Linked DNA regions of Drosophila melanogaster: region 1 is linked to region 2. A link is a contact called in public Hi-C data. All regions are on one chromosome and are shown on one strand. The core of a region is the stretch at or near the end of the contact, and the rest is flanking DNA. Distances in the headings are between cores, read along the strand shown. Region 1 holds the start of CG3335. Region 2 holds the start of GAPcenA (GTPase activating protein and centrosome-associated).

What was found. A called contact is a pair of places that touch in the nucleus more often than the background predicts.
Region 1: a Hi-C map of the Kc167 cell line shows a contact between it and region 2, with 2.7 times the contacts expected there. A contact is called at or near these places in 4 of 107 Hi-C or Micro-C datasets (the D17-c3 cell line, the Kc167 cell line and the S2 cell line).

Annotation. Positions count from the first base shown.
Region 1 is chr3L:9,622,489-9,626,176 of dm6, reverse strand. It overlaps CG3335, which reads right to left and starts at 1,940. Exons shown (of 4, transcript NM_140080.2): 1 at 1,805-1,940; 2 at 1-1,752. The coding sequence starts at 1,840. It overlaps LanB2 (Laminin B2), which reads right to left. Exons shown (of 10, transcript NM_079282.2): 8 at 3,418-3,688; 9 at 3,060-3,360; 10 at 2,197-2,998. The coding sequence ends at 2,787.
Region 2 is chr3L:8,345,015-8,348,886 of dm6, reverse strand. GAPcenA (GTPase activating protein and centrosome-associated) reads right to left here and starts at 2,326. Exons shown (of 9, transcript NM_001104079.4): 1 at 1,411-2,326; 2 at 834-1,112; 3 at 448-631; 4 at 198-385; 5 at 1-138. The coding sequence starts at 1,717. CG7182 reads left to right here and starts at 2,505. Exons shown (of 1, transcript NM_001300050.1): 1 at 2,505-3,872. The coding sequence starts at 2,818.

The DNA.
Region 1 (3,688 bases), core at 691-3,190, 1.3 Mb before region 2:
ATCACAGTACTCGATAAGTGCCGTAACCCCACTGGGAGGAAGCACAATCCTGCCAATTGGGCCAAATCGACTAAAGATGGGGGTAATCTCTGAAATCTCTGTGGCCGCTGGCAAATTCTTGGCTAGTATAACAGTGTTAGAACGTTTCTTTGCGGGCTCATCAAATGCATCAAGACGAACGCCTTCTTCCTCCAGGAAGCGCTTCATCTCGATGACGACTTGGGTTTCTCCCAAAGCCAAGCGCACGGCGGCACTACTGCCACCATCGCTTGTGTCCAGGATGCGTTCCTTTGAGGTCTTGAATTGCTTGGCGAGAATTTCTGCAACAGCATTGGCACCCAGAAACAATGTGTTCCAGCCAATTGGTTTTTGGGCGTTCTTCTTGAGTTTCAAGGCCTTCTTTTCTTTGAATGACAGACTGGCATCGTTTTCATCCAAATCCTCTTTCGGATTCTTTTCGATGTCCTTGCTGGGCAGAAGGTGCAAGAGACGGCCATGGAAATCAGTGCCATCGAGGGTATTAAAAGCCTTTAATGCGTGCTCCGGCATCATGTACGTAACTGTACCAAAGCCCTTGATTTTTCGCGTTAGCTTGTCGAGGGGCAAGTTAACCTCCACCACGGGACCGAACTGCTCGAAAAGCTTGCGCAGATCCTCTTCGGTAGTAGTGTATGCTAGATTACGAAAGAATATCCTCCCGGACTCGGAGATGTCATCTTCTTTGGATAAACTGTCCTGCTGATGCTTCCACTTCGCATTGCCCGCATCGACGGCGGCTGGTGCCAATGGTTGTCCACTCTTGCTCGCTTTGGTCACCTTGTTCTTCTCTGTAAAGTCGGAGAAGAATACTTGCTTGCCCTTGATGAAACTCTTGTTTTTAAGCATTCCCTTGGCCATGTCTTTCTCAGTTTTAAAACCCACGTAGCAGAAGCCGTGAACTTTGCTGGGCAGCCGAACGGAGTACGGTTTCAGGGGCTTGAAAAACTTTAGCACCTCCTGGCGCTTGGTGTTGTATGGTACATTGTGTATTTTAATGGTGAACAGCTCCAAATTTGATTTATCCGCCTTGGCTTTGGGTTTCTTTGCAGTAGCTTCGCCGGATGTGGTTGCCATCAGGGATTTCATATACTCAAGATCGCTGATGGGCTTTTCGGCCAGTTTATCGGTGTCTTCTTCCTCATCTGCCTCATCGCCTGAGCCATCCTCATCTCCTGCATCTGCATCCACTCCACTGTCATCTCTGGCAGCTCGAGATTCTTCCTGTTCCTCATCATCCTCTTCTTCGTTCTCCCGATTTTTATTTATACCCAAATCGTTTCCCCACAGCGTTCGCGACTTGTCATGCGCCTCTAGAAACTCTTGGAATTCCGGATCGTCTTTGTGTCTGCTCAAAATTTGGTCCACCTTGTCAACTTTATCTTTCTTCTTCTTTTTCTCAGACTCCTTAGCCTTGGCAGCCGCCTCCCTTTCCTTCTCCTTCAATTTGTCTAGGTTCTTCTTGCTGTCCTTGGCGTACTTGCTCCAAGATTGTGGCTTATCTTCGCTGCCCAAGGCAGCACAGGATTCGACGCGCACCCGGCTGGTCTGAATGCATGTGTTGTCAAAGTGCCGGATGGCCGATTGGGCCTCCTCCTCGGTGCTGTAACCCACGAAGCAAAATTGCCGAAACTTTCCATCGGGCGTGTATTTTAGTTGCAGATCCGTAATCGTGCCCTGGGCACCAAAAATCTGACGCAGTTTGTCTTCGGTGATCTACAATTTCAGTTTAAGTAGATGCTTTTTTTTAACAAGTCTACATACTCACATGCTTGGGCAGCTGTTTGACTATAATTCGTGACATCTTTTGTGGCTAATTTGTCGGTCTGCAGCTAAAAACTCATTTAAGAAAACTTTTGTTTACAAACAAATTGAAACAACACGTGCATTAGATATGCAAAACGAGCGATAGTAGCATCAGTAGTATCGAAAGTCGAAATTTGTATACTATCGAAAAGTCTATCGTTTCATCGACTCTACTTTACGTTACATTTTACATGTAGATATTCAAATTTATATATTTTTTAAGTTGTGTTTCGATTATAATGGGTGATGGCAAATCAAAGCTGAATGAAAAAGTAAAATAACCTCGACTTCAAAACGTCACTTCGCTTGAGCATCCTTATATTTCCCCAGTTCAAGTTTAAAGGGTGGATTTTTACAAACTTACAACGTTGGAAAAGTTATATTTTGAAAGGAAACTCTTTAAGCGACTTATACACAAAGATACATGGTAATTGTATTGGCACATTAAACGTAGATGACAAATATGTTAATATATAAGTGTTTAGAATAGACTTCAGGTGGAGCTACGGTAGAGATATAGATATGCGATTGGATTGTCGGATTGTGGGAGTACAAGGTCTTGTGTGTTTCGTTTAGTGTCTCATTTTTAACATATAATACAGTCCGTTGCTGGCTTGAAACTGGTGAAGCACAGTTGGCAGTTGATTCTCGATGTGGCCATCATCCATCCTCTTGTATCCGTTGTATCATTATAGTATATGGCATACAGTAGGCGAACGATGATGCGTTAAAGCTTAACGTTGCTCAGTTGGTCTCCTTTGTGGATCCTTGGATCCTTGGGCTGGGTCACTAAACAGAATATTTCGGCTAAGGCACTAAAATTACATAATTTCATTCAACGTCTACGTTCTATCATAAATCTGATTTGTTCGTCTCGTCTCAGATCTTCGTTCTTAGTTAAAATTGAAGTAGTTGTTATGGGAAGTGGGGTTGTTCGCAGAGCTCTAGGGTTCCAGGCGATTGCGACTGAAGCAGCTATCGGGGAGAGCCTTGGAAATAAGTCCAATATTCTGGACTTCATCCTTGAGCTCCCTCAGCTCGGCATCGTACTTGTCGATCAGATTCTTCTGAATGGTGCGCTGTTCCCGGTACTTTTCGATGCGTCCCGTCAGGTTGACGCGATTGATCTCACCCTCCACAGTGGCCAAACGATTCTCTGCGAGATTAATTAGATTACTCATAAGTAAATTCAGATTAGAGAGGTTTCTGTTTCTTACCCAATCTATCCAAATCGCCCGTGTTGATGTCCTTCAGATTCTCCAGCTCATCCTTGATGGCCGTCAGGTCGGCATTGGCCTTCTCGATCTGCTTCTGGGCCTCCTGGGTATCGGCCTTGGCCTGACCCACCTTTCGCTTGGCGTCGTCCACCAGATTGTCGTCCTTGGTCGAGCTCTCCTCCAGCTTGAAGATGTCCATTTCGGTGAGTTTCACGCGATGATTCAGTTGGTCGGCCTCTTCGCGCAGATTGCGGGCAGCCACCTTGGTCTCATTGGCTTTGCGGCGGATCAGCTCAGCATCCTGTCAAGAAATTTTACGAATTTAGTAAGGATAATAAGATGTCCCTGAATGACTTACCTTGGAAGCCTGTTCGGCATACTTCAGCTGCGCCTCCTGGGCATTCTTCTTGGCCTCGTTGGCATTCTTATTGGCTCCATCGAGAGCCTCCTCCGCCTGGCTGATCAGGCTTTCCGCATTCTGAATCTCCTTCTCGATGTTGGGCACCGTCTGCAGGGCTTTCTCCGCACTCTCAGAAGAGCGCTGGACATCCGACTGGAAGCCGGCCAACTTCTCGTAGGTATTGTTGGCCTCCTTTAGGGTATTGTCGCCCTGTTCCACTGCCTTGGTA
Region 2 (3,872 bases), core at 1,077-3,576:
AGACTATGAACTCATACCCAGCCGTGTTTAAAGGATTTCCGCTTACATCGGAGGTTACCGAGTTGGCCATGTCAACGGCCGAATTAAGGCTGCAACTCATGCTGGGCGGATAAGTCTGGAATGCCTTCTGGAAGCAGGCTGCGGGCGAAGATTTTGAATAAATCGGTGGGATGAAATCACTGTATGATCTGACTCACCGCTGACTTGATTAACCGCTTCGGGAATATGGCACCGAAACACATGGCACTGAAACAATGCATCGCCGTGAAGCCAAGTGAATGCAAAGCATCCGTTTTCCACCGTATCCACTGGTCCTCGATAGTACAAGATAATGCTGGATATCTCATAGGTGGCAATAATAGTATTGCTCTCGGCATCGTGGAGGCTGTAATAGCAGCATGATGACGCTCAGTGAGTAATTCAAGGGGCAGTAAAAACTTTACTCACACAACCAGGCCTTCTGAGCAATTGGGTATGCTCACAGTGATCTTCAGGCCCACCGACTTTGAGCCACTATTTAGCTCGCCCATGATGCGATAAACCTCCGTCTCGGATTTTGGGGCATTAATGTTGGCTGCGCCCAGGTAGGTGACTCCGGAAAATATGGTGCAGCCCTGATCGATTTCAGAAACTGAAAGTGAAAAACACATGGTCAATTAAATTTCAATAATTACACTAAACATAGATTTCAGCTTTAGGAGCCTAGGAACACAATATAGAACAAATAATAAAGAACTCTGTGAGTATATAGGCTTTCGTAAAATGAACAGAATTTATAGGCAAATGTACCCCTTAATTTTTGGGATTTTAACTAACTTAAGAGATCTACTCACCCTCCTCGTCGGTGGTGTCGCCCTTCTCCGGCTTCATGGCATCCTGTTTTTCCTCCACGCAGGCGGGGCTAGCGTCTATGCAGTCATAGAACACTGAATGACCCACTCTGTTTGAGCTGGATGCATCGTCGAGGGTCTCCTCGCTTTTGGGCGTGAACAAGGTGCAGGGGAAACGCATCTCGGGATCGACAGATCCCCCGCCGGAGCCCGTGAGCGGTAGGGTCAGGGACTTTTGCTGATGACTCGGGAGACGTTGCGCTGACTTCTCCCCACTGGCAGCTGCAAATATGTTAATTGTCAATTACGCGACGAGCAATAACAAATGCCGAATTATGCGGAATTTTGTTTAAGGAAAGTATTATTATTCGGTTTGTTTGTCGTTGTTTCCATGACAGCGTAGCACTACGGCTCTGCGCCGATAAGATTGCAGCTGGTTAGGCTTAGCAATCGTTTGATGTTTCCAATAGTGGAGCGACCGCGACGTTGTGTGCACAGCTGGCGTTGGGCAACGACTGAGTTTACTTTAGGCTACCCAGGGCAACCCAATTCACCCTCTCAGTTGTGTTTCTTTACTCACCTACGCCGCGTTCCAACTCCAGATCTTTGAGGGCGTCCGTCATCTCGTGCTGCATGTCGCTTAGGTTGCGATTGTGGGCCATGTCCAGAGTGGGCGAGCGATCTCCCCCAGCCTCGGGGGAGGACAGAGCCAGAGCACTCAGCGAAGTGGGCGGTTTGCCACCCACTTCAGGCTGAGTTCCCTCCTGGTTGACAACCTGCTTCACCTGCTCCATGGGACTGGCCACATTGCTGTCGGTAACTATTTCGTACTCCCCGCTGGTTGTTATCGAGGATTCCGAGGACTTGGTGCTCAGATTATCATCCATTCCGAACACTCAAGGTTGCCTCAGTTCCAGGCACTCCCAAATGGGTTACTCTTTGTTGTGTGTGTGATATATTCGGACTTTCTTTATTCTTAAGCCCTACGAATTGCGCATTTTCAGGGCAGGTAAACAAATCAATTTCTGTTCCAAGGCCACGCACTCGTACTCGCACTCGCTTTTAATAGATTTCGTTTTCAATTTGTCCAATTTTCAGCGGAGTCGCATTGTTTGGCTTGGTTCCGCCGTAAATCGATGACGAATCGGTACGGTTTGCTTGGCGTTTTGGGGGCGTACACACACGCGCATGTATGTCACACAGTGCCCAATTCGCGTGGGAACTGGAGGGGTTGGGCCTTCAAGGGGGTGGTGGACGGTGGGGTCGGCGGGGTCAACAGTTTGTCTCTGTAGCCTCTGCGCTTGGATTCCTATGGATTTTTTTGTTATTTTAGTGCGTGCAGCTGCTTTGAGCTTACACTTTGGTTTTTATATTATAGCCTACACTCCGCAGAACTGTAGTACATTGTTTTGACCCTTTATTGTTGTGTTTTTATCGGGTTTTTAGCAATTTTCTTGCAATTTTCCGTCTGTTTTGTTTACATATTTTTTTGCTAGTGATGACCTGCAGTAGGTCGATTCCTATCGAAAGGAAACAGCTGCTTTAACGTTATTCAATACTTCTTTTGAAAGTGTTAATAAGTGTACCTATCGACTTAATCGACTAGTTATTTTCTTTTCTATGCATATTGCCATATGCTTATATGGCAATCTAAATAATCCAATAGCATTACAAAGTTGTCTTTGACTGAAATGACTTGTCTTGAATAAATTTAAATAAATATAAATAAATTTTTAAATTGTAATTCAAAGAACCAAATCTATAAAGGTATGTGATGTATGGAAAATATTGAGAACATATTAAACATATAGTACATATCGAAAAAGTGTCATCGCCGTGACATAATACCCCGCCAGTGTTGCCAAATACTCTGCTACACAACACTACCGCGCGTGCTGGAAAAAAACGTGCGCGTTTATTCGTTGCATTTTGTTAAGATAATTCCTTAAGTCCGGGTACTTCTGACTCCGATTCCGACTCCCAAAAGATGTGGCCGCGATTTGGCATTAAGATTGGCAACAGCACGCTTTGCATCGCCCATGTGCGCGCGGATGGCAAGGCGGAGGTGATCGCCAACAAACAGGGCGACCGAGTGTCCCAAGCGTGCCTTCTCTGGGACGGAGCCTCGGAGATCGAATGTGGCCTCACGGCCAAGCAGAAGATGGCCAACCGTCCGCGCCAGGCGGTGGCGCACAGCTTTCAGTTGCTTCAGCCCAAGGAAGAGCTCACGGAGGAGAAACTGTCCAGTGCGCTGCGTGAAATACCCTGCGACTTTGACAAGGAGGAGCTGGTGTTCCGGATGGAGCACACTGTACCCTCCGACAGGGAGGACCAAGACGATAGAGTTGTGACCAAGGACCTCAGCGCCTATCAGGTGACGGTGGAGCTGCTGCGCGCTGAGCTGGAGCTGGCCCATCAATATCACACGGACGGGGAGCAGGCGCCCATTGCCGTGCTATCCATACCCAGCTACTATCCCGCCTCGGCCTACAAACTGCTAGCAGATGCCGCTCAAACCGCTGGCTTCCATGTGGCCCAGATTATAACCGAACCCACGGCCGCCGTTCTAGGCTATAGCATCGGCGAGGAGCAGACGGAACAGCGCCGCCATGTGCTGACAATCAAATGCGGTGGCTTATATAGCGACATCGCATTCTACTCCGTCCAAAATGGCCTGTTCGTTCAGCTGGCCACTTTCGGACCCTTCCCCATCGGTGGCCGGCAATTCACCGAGGCCTTGGTGCAGTTTATTTGCGAGGAGTTCCGTCGCAAGTACAAGCTAGATCCGCATGAGTCTCGCCGCTCAGTGGCCAAAATACGCACTGCCGCCGCCAATTGCAAACACATCCTGACCACGATGCCTTCCACGCAACTTTATATCGACTCCCTGATGGACGGCGTTGATTACAATGCCCAGATGTCGCGTGCTCGCTTCGAGAGCCTCATACAGCCAGTGATCAATAACCTCATCCAGCAGCTAGGCGAGTGTGTGGAGCAGGCGCAAAAGGAGCATCCCGGGTTGAGTAAAATAGATGACATCGT